Regions from separate parts of the Sus scrofa genome. Here regions 1 and 3 are each linked to region 2. A link is a contact called in public Hi-C and HiChIP or PLAC-seq data. All regions are on one chromosome and are shown on one strand. Each heading gives the region's core, a stretch centred on a gene start, on an enhancer-like site or on the middle of the called end of the contact. The rest is flanking DNA. Distances are from core to core; before and after follow the strand shown.

Region 1 (2,700 bases), core at 96-2,595, 170 kb before region 2:
GGTTCCACCTGATACCTTGGACTCTAGCAGAACCCTAGGGATTTTAACTGCTGACTCCCATCAGCCCTTGTGTCCTTGTCCAACCCATCCCCCTTTTCTCTAATTATGACTGGATTGATGACAGAATTGGGCATCTTTGGGGAGAGAGACCTAAGAATTGTTCTAGGATTCTGTCATGTCAGAGATTCTGTTCATGATTAAGGAGGTTGTGTCCCAAGGCTAGCAGTGTTTTGAACCTTGTGTCAGGAGTAATTTTAGAGCATGCTTGCTTCCAGAAGGGCTGGAAATGTGAAGCTGGGCTTGGTCCCCTGCAAGTTAGGGAAGAGAGTCTGTGGTGGCAGTTTGGGTAGAGCCACTGAAGAGTTGGTCCTTTGCTTAAAGGTGGGAGGTAGGAGTTGGGATGTTCAAGGAAGTTGAATTGGCAATGAACTGAACTTCAGCTGACTTCAGCTTGAATGTAAGGTTGCCTGGTAAATGGGTCTCAGAGGGCTCTCCAAGGTTAATGTCTTCTGTTCCACAAAATTACATGAAGTTTCCTGTTCTGTGGCCTTTCTAATAGTAATGGATCACCAGTAATGGATCTCATTTGGAAGGATGGTACTCTTCAAGATTTTACCTCCTTCAAGAGGCAGTCTCTAAGAGAGAATCTCAAGGGTGAATGACACTCAGTCTCTCAGATGGGAAAACATACCTTAGAAGATGTGGTTATGGTTGTCATGCACTATAAAGCCACACAGTGAGAGGAAATGTGGCTTATCCTGTGCAGCTCAAATAAGAATTTAAGAACTCTTCAGGAAGACTGCAGAGTTCAGGAAGATCAATGAGGAAAAAACCAAACTCAAGCAAATACAATTTGCTGAAGCGAATATCTAGAGTGGGCATGGGGAAAGGATAGGAAATCTGGCAGAGGCTAGAGAGGCAGACAAACCCAACTCCATTTTCCCCTAACTCTGAAGGCTATGATCTGGTTAAAATTTCAGGGACCTCTCAATACCAACTGCCACACACCCCCACACACGCACACCCCATCTTATCCCCATGCCACTGCCCTTGCCCTGCCATTCAGCCCACACCTGCCTGGCTCCCAACAGAGCCTCAGTTTCCTTTCTAGTCATAGGTCATTCGAACATGAATGCAAGGCAATTCAAAGATCACCAGAGAATTTGTATTTCTCTTAAAACGTCCCTCATAACATAAGTGCCCTGTTAATATAATCTTAGAAATAGTTTTCAAAGTTCATAAGGGTTGCAAAAGTTCGACTTGATCTGTTCACGTAGACACATGTGACTTCCCGGCTCCCCTTTCTCCTTCTATTTTTATCAGCTGTCCTACAGGAGATCAGCTTTCTTCACAGCATCTGATATAAATAACCTCAGTTCTCTCAGTGTGATCTGCTCAAGATTTCCAGGTAGTTCATGGCTATTTGTATTCATGGTTGGTCAGTGATAGGTTTTTGTGACTAATATAAATGAATATTTGTCATAGAAAATGAAATAACCATTACACCTTGCCTCAATAATTTTATTAAAAGCTTGACTATTCTTGATGAGCAGGTGAGTGGAGTTTAACACTACAGCAACGTTCAGAAACAAGCCGCAGTGGTGGTCTTTTCAGACTCTGCCCTTGAGTTGGAATTCCTGTGAGAGACTCTGTTAGACCAAAGTTGTCTGATCTCTCCCACATCTGCCCTGATGTCTTTCAGAGCTAGGCAGTGGGGGCTACTGCTTCTTTTCACGCCCCTTACAGTGTAACTGAAAGAAATCTTAAGTATTCTTGTGTCTCGGAGAAAAGTATCAGTCAACAAAAGCTGGAGTATCAAACAAGCCTCTAAAGTTTTTATCTCAAAATTGTCCATGTTGAAGGCTCCTCTCTGTAGCTTCTGCACAGGACTCTTCGAAACCTTTGGTCATTTTAACCATTTTAGATGTAACTTGATCTAAAATGCAGCTTCCCTTCAGGTAATGTAGCAGCAGTCACTCACTACTTAGAAAAATTCAAAATCAAACTATGAAGTAGCAGTAGAAGTATCACTATATACTTAAAAGCATTAATAGATAAGTAAGCTATAGTTTTGCTCTAGTGATGATGAGTCCAAGTGTTATTAAATCTAATTAATAAAATCTTTCGTAACATAAAGAATGTATTTCATTATTTTTCATGATTTTAGTCATTAAAATGTAATTTAATTATGTTAATAGAATTTTAATGGAATTTAATCTAACATTACCATGCAGCTTCGTAATCTGAAATATAAAATAAATACAAGCCAATTTTATTTTCATTTTTCATTATACAGTATAATGGAGGAAAATAGCATAACAGCAATTTCACAAATTCAATTTATTAACTTCTGTGGTAGTGACCATACCAATATTGTGTTACCATAAACATACGCCCTTTGAACATCCAGATCCCATTAGGGATCTGTTAGGACTGTGCTTGTGTTCACTGTGTATCCATCACAAGCAGCTTATAAAGAAAAGGGTGCTACAGCTGGATTCTGCTTTCGGGTTTGTATTTTTACCAGGTCAGTAACACAGACCTTCACAAACCAGGTCACAAACACCACAGCCTTCTCTCTGGTGAACTGGTAATTCTAATCTAAACCCTTCCTATCTTACCAAGAAGTCCTAACTGAAGTAAAAATCAAGTGCTGGATACAGTATGAGTTTTTGTTATTGTAGCCCTCATGATAAGCCA
Region 2 (2,700 bases), core at 177-2,676:
TTCACAGGCTGTTTAAACTTACGAAGTTAAACTACTCTGGGGACTTCCCATTGTAGCTCAGCGCAAACAAATCTGACTAGTAGCCATGAAGACACAGGTTCGATCCCTGGCCTCACTCAGTGGGTTAAGGATCCAACATTGCTGTGAGCTGTGGTGTAGGTCATAGACACGACTCGGATCTGGCATTGCTGTGGCTGTGGCATAGGCTGTCGGCTACAGCTCTGATTCAACCCCTAGCTTGGGAACCTCCATATGCTGTGGCTGTGGCCCTAAAAAGACACACACACAAAAAAGTTAAACTACTCTGAGGGGCGATTTGGAAATTAGTGGATTTTTTTGTCTTTTTCATGATCATACCATGAATGGGACTAAAGAGGCAATTTGACATTTAAACAAATGATCTTCTCCTTTACTCTTAAATACAGTCTGCATTGTTTGTAATACATGTTATCATTCCACATTATTATTATTTTTCTAGTTAAAAGTGTGGTTCAAATGTTTTCAAAAGCATCAATCTCTTCCACAGACACTAAGATAACCCCACCACCTCCTTGCACCATATGGAATCTGCATCCTAAATTACAACTGTTGTGGGGGCCTATCACCTCAGGTGGGTGTGAACATTGAGGGACTTATAGTGTCAAGTGAATATAAAGCTGATCTCACTGAGATGAGGTTTATTTTTAGTTATTACCAGTTTTTGAAAACTAAATTATAGAAAATAGCAATCATTCTCTAATGTGTTGAGTCTTAAAATTAATAAGGCAGCTGTTAATAATAGCATGTTTTTTTTTAACAAAACTCCAGAAACACCTGTACTTCTTTATCAGAAATCTTTGAAATGATGTGCTAGTCAAAGAGTGTCAAAGTGTCATTTGAAAATCATTGAATAAATGCTAGGCGCAGTTTACTACTAAGAGTGAATTAACTACATTTTCAGTAAGGATGCTTTGGCAGAAACTCTACCATTACACTGGCTGGATTCCAAACTGTTTTAATACCTACCTGCTGTGTGATCCTGAGCAAGTTACTTCTCAGTGCCTCGGTTTCCTCATCTGCAAAATAAGGAGATAAAAGTAATACACAGTGATAGCTAAAATTTACCCAGATCCTTCTTTGCACCAGGCATTGTGCTGTTCAAGTGAGAGAGACAGACAGGAAGACAGATAGACAGGAAAAGAACAAGAAAGAGAAAGAGGCAGAGAGAGAGACAGAGAGATGGTGGATAGATGTTACATGCCTCATTCTGACCTAGGATCAATTATGCATGTAATCCTCACAACAACCAGGTGAGATAGGCACTGTTATTTTCATCTTTTCACAGATAAGGAAACTGAGAAACCAAGAAGTAAAACAGCTTGCCCAGAGGCAGCTAAATGCCAGGGTCTAATTTAGACGCAGGCTGTTTACCCTCTAAATCTGTCCTCAGCCACTTAACTACCCTACAATGCTTGATCCACACATCTATGTAGGACTATTGCTTAGTGAAATTATATACATAAAACAATTCAGACCATTGTGTGGTCTAGTCGATTCAGTGAGCACTAATTACTATTACTGGTTTTTAAAATTATAGACCCTATTTCACTATATGTTGTCTCTTTTATTGCATTAAATATGTAACAGTCCACTCCATTTTTTTTATGCCATTGTTAGCTATGTTTTATGGAATTTGGTAAGATTACCTTAGGGTCAACATAAACTAAAAAGGCATTACACATTTTTGGTTTCTATAATTTCATACACCAGAGTGTGAAAGTCAGTTTTTTAAAAATAGTTTATTCTTTCATTTTTTTCCTACCCATAATCAGAAATAAGGCACCTACTATATGTTTAGCAGTATTCCAGGACCTATTCTATGGCATTCTGCGGAGAACACGACCGATAGGGTCCTGGCCATCACAGAGCTTACCTCCTAGTAAATCATTTTGTCATTGACTCAATTCCAGCTTGAGCCTTTAATCCTTGGAAGCAGTGCCACAACTAAAATTGAAATCTTCCATCAGTCAGCATTTGGTTTAGCAGGGTGATGCATTACACAGGCCACAGTTGGCCGTGTCACTGGCTTTTCCCCCATGCATTTAAGAAAAGGCATTTTGGGATCTCTGAGAACTGCACCCCTAAGTGAATCCCATGGGAGAAGAATGTACTGGCCATGTTTCTCTACATTGGCCGTGAGTCGATGGCTTTTAAGTCAAACCATTTTCCCCATAACAGCATGGAGAAAAGCCATCAGAGTTCCAAAATAGAAGCTGAGGATTTTAGATTCCTGAGAACAGAATTTGACACTCTTCTTAGTCCCTTATGTTGTTTCCTCCTGCACTTTTTAAAAAATTTTCCGTATTCTGCTATCAATATCATATGAAATGATATATTAATGAAGGCTTTTTATATCAGATTATGTCCCTTGACTAGACAAAGAAAAACCACTCATTATTATAACAATGTTATCATTCAATACACTTTTTAAGTCATTTTATTTGAAGGGGAATTAATAAGCTTAAAAATTAAGGGGGGAGCATGAATGTTTCTGTATTCTGCATTTTTGATGATCTATCCCTAAGATATGTCAGGGAGAAAGGTAATTTACATATATTGAACACTCGGAAATTTAACATACATAATCTCATTTAATTCTCACAACAACTCTGGAAGTAAATACATAATCACCATTTAACCACTTGAAAATGGAGATTCGGG
Region 3 (2,700 bases), core at 39-2,538, 140 kb before region 2:
TACCTGCCCTCCCCACTGGTAACCACTGGTTTGTTCTCTGTATCTGTGTGTTTTAACCACCAATTTTTTTTTTTTTTGGTCTTTTTGCCTTTTCTAGGGCTGCTCCCGCGGCATATGGAGATTCCCAGGCTAGGAATCCAATCAGAGATGTGGCCACCGGCCTATGCCAGAGACACAGCAACGCAGGATCCGAGCCACGTCTGCAACCTACACTGGATTCTTAACCCACTGAGCAAGGCCAGGGATCGAACCTACAACCTCATGGTTCCTAGTCGGATTCGGTAACCACTGCGCCATGATGGGAACTTCTAACCACCAATTTTTTAAAGCTCTCTAGAAGACTCCATTTTTGGCTGAGTTGAGACCCTTGTACTGATCATGTACTAAGAGTGCCTGGCAGAAATGCACAGAACTCTATTATGTATGTGTTGTGGTAATTGCAAACTGCCTACAATGACATATGCAAGGGGGAAAAAAACCCACTAAAATGCAGTTCTATACCTTCAAAAACTTCTTTAAAGCTTTGTCTGAAAACATGTGTAGAAAAGACCAGAAGCCAAATGATGAAATTTTCTCTTGGTTAGTTTCAAGATAGGGAGCTAGAAGGAAAAAACTCAACAGACTTCAGAAATGCAAAGGATTCAACAGCTGTTACCTGGATTGAAGTGGGAAGTCAGCAGACCTATTTTTAGGCATTGCACTGAGAGGTGATCCCTTCTATCACACCCTGCTGGAGAGGGCTTGCCCAGAGGAGATCAAGTTTTAAAACCACATTCAATAAAAGAAACTATTCTATAAATTGTAAACAGACCCAGCAGCATGGAAGCCATCTCAATACCATCTCAAGCCACAGGTTGAGGAAGGTTAAATTGAGTATATGGTTTTAAAAATAGATTTTAGGAGTTCTTATCATGATTCAGTGGTTAACGAACCCGACTAGTATCCCTGAGGACCTGGATTTGATCCCTGGCCTTGCTCGGTGGGTTAAGGATCTGGCATTGCTGTGAGACGTGGTAGGTTACAGATGCTCTTGGATCCTGCACTGCTGTGGCTGTGGTGTAGGCTGGCAGCTACAGTTCCAATTCCCTGGCTAGCCTGGAACCTCCATATGCTGCAGGTATGGCCCTAAAAAGACCCCCCCCCCCAAAAAAAAAGATTTTAATGTCTGGTTTGATTGAAAAATTTTTTTCAGAGGAAATAAATTCCAGAAAATGTTGGTAGTTAATACCAGGTGAAATCACACTATTAGCAATAGTCCAAAAATAAATGTAACAGGAAGAGAGGAAAGAGGCAGGATGGGTGGATCTAGCTCACTAGTGACTGGAAGGAATTGCCACAGAGGACAGGGGAGGCTTATCACCTACTCTTCTGCTTTTGTACCAAAGACATAAAGCATCAGCAGATGCTTTCGAGAAGTTTCTATGATGACTTGATGTCTGAGGAAGAAGAATGACAAATAGATTTACTTCAGAGGTTTGAAAGGAATGAGATATGATGAAACTATTGCAATTTTTGAAAGGAATAAACTAATTATAATGTGCAAAGAAAATTAGTTTTGTTTTTAAAAACAGTGAGATGACCTGAAATTATGTTGAAATCAAGAACATTTCAGTTTGAAATCAATAATTATTCCAAGTAGAAAGGAACCAAATTCATATATGTGGGTCTATTCCATTTTTCACACTTTTAGGTGCTATATTGCATGTGGTCTTATATATTACAATTCCTTGTCCATTATCAAGATCCATTCAGTACTTCTATGTAGAATAAATTGAAAACAGATACTTTAGGGCTCCTTTGTGTTTACAGTCATATATTAGTAACATTAAGCCCTGATGGAACTCTGTGCCTGAAGTTTACCCAAATGTGATATAGAGAGTAGATCTCAGGTTAAGAGTTCTTAATCACACTAAAAACTATTTTAAAATAAATGTACAGATACAGAAAAAATTACTTCATTCATTTATTCTTCCACAGACTTTCCTTGTTTGTGCCAATAAATGTGCCAAACACTACTTTAGGCATTCAGATGTATATAAATAAACCTGAAATCTTCTCAGCCTTCAAGGGACTCTTGGTCTGTAGAGTGGAAGATGGGAGAGGAATTATATCAAAGAAAGGTGAGGAATGTGATGCACTGAAAGATGTTCTTGAGCATCTAGAGAAGAAGCAGATGGAGGAGTGGGCAACCTTCCTGGAAAGGCATGGGGATGAAAAGACTGCAGGATGCAGGTTTGGCCTGGCCAGGAGGTCAGAGCTGCAGGGCATAGTGACAAGAGCAGGTCTCAAGGATGAGTGGAATGCATGGACCAGGCTCTGACAGTTGCTCAGACTTCCCTTGTTTTTGATGACTTTGAGAGTTTTGAGAAGTACTGGTCAGCTGTTTTGTAGAATGTCCCTCAATTTGGGCTTGTGTGATGTTTTTTCATAGAGTGGAGTTAAAGGTTTTTGGAGGAAGACTGCATGAAAAAAGTATAATCACATTAAGGGTACAGACTATCAATATGACTTATCAGTGAAGACATTGACCTTGATACGCTATCTAGGGTGGTGATCATCAGTTTTTTCCTCTTTTTTCCATACTGTCCTCTTTGTAAGGAAGCCACTATGCTCAGCCTACCTTTATGGGGTGGGGGGCCTGGCCCACCCCCTTGGGAGCATGTAGATAAACATTTGAGTTCTTCCACAAGGGAGATCTGT

The links. Hi-C and Micro-C count contacts between places; a contact is called where the count stands out from the background. HiChIP or PLAC-seq counts read pairs in DNA pulled down with a chosen protein or histone mark.
Region 1: a contact with region 2 is called in an H3K27ac HiChIP or PLAC-seq map of skeletal muscle. The contact joins two enhancer-like sites. A contact is called at or near these places in 4 of 47 Hi-C or Micro-C datasets (embryonic fibroblasts, psoas muscle and skeletal muscle) and 1 of 2 datasets of contacts at active chromatin or transcription factors (skeletal muscle).
Region 3: a Hi-C map of skeletal muscle shows a contact between it and region 2, with 5 times the contacts expected there. The contact joins two enhancer-like sites. A contact is called at or near these places in 2 of 47 Hi-C or Micro-C datasets (both in skeletal muscle) and 1 of 2 datasets of contacts at active chromatin or transcription factors (skeletal muscle).

What each region holds. Positions count from the first base shown.
Region 1 is chr1:52,542,791-52,545,490 of Sscrofa11.1, forward strand. The region is part of intron 1 of KCNQ5 (potassium voltage-gated channel subfamily KQT member 5); the gene reads left to right. Among named protein-coding and RNA genes, the nearest start is that of KCNQ5, 110 kb to the left of the region's middle. Within about 2 kb of position 1,346, at least 3 of the 83 cell types and tissues checked have an H3K27ac peak or open chromatin away from gene starts, as enhancers often do. A contact at or near this core is called in skeletal muscle, where this site is marked.
Region 2 is chr1:52,713,790-52,716,489 of Sscrofa11.1, forward strand. All of the region lies in intron 1 of KCNQ5 (potassium voltage-gated channel subfamily KQT member 5), which reads left to right. Among named protein-coding and RNA genes, the nearest start is that of DPPA5, 270 kb to the right of the region's middle. Within about 2 kb of position 1,427, at least 1 of the 83 cell types and tissues checked has an H3K27ac peak or open chromatin away from gene starts, as enhancers often do. A contact at or near this core is called in skeletal muscle, where this site is marked.
Region 3 is chr1:52,573,588-52,576,287 of Sscrofa11.1, forward strand. The region is part of intron 1 of KCNQ5 (potassium voltage-gated channel subfamily KQT member 5); the gene reads left to right. Among named protein-coding and RNA genes, the nearest start is that of KCNQ5, 140 kb to the left of the region's middle. Within about 2 kb of position 1,289, at least 1 of the 83 cell types and tissues checked has an H3K27ac peak or open chromatin away from gene starts, as enhancers often do. A contact at or near this core is called in skeletal muscle, where this site is marked.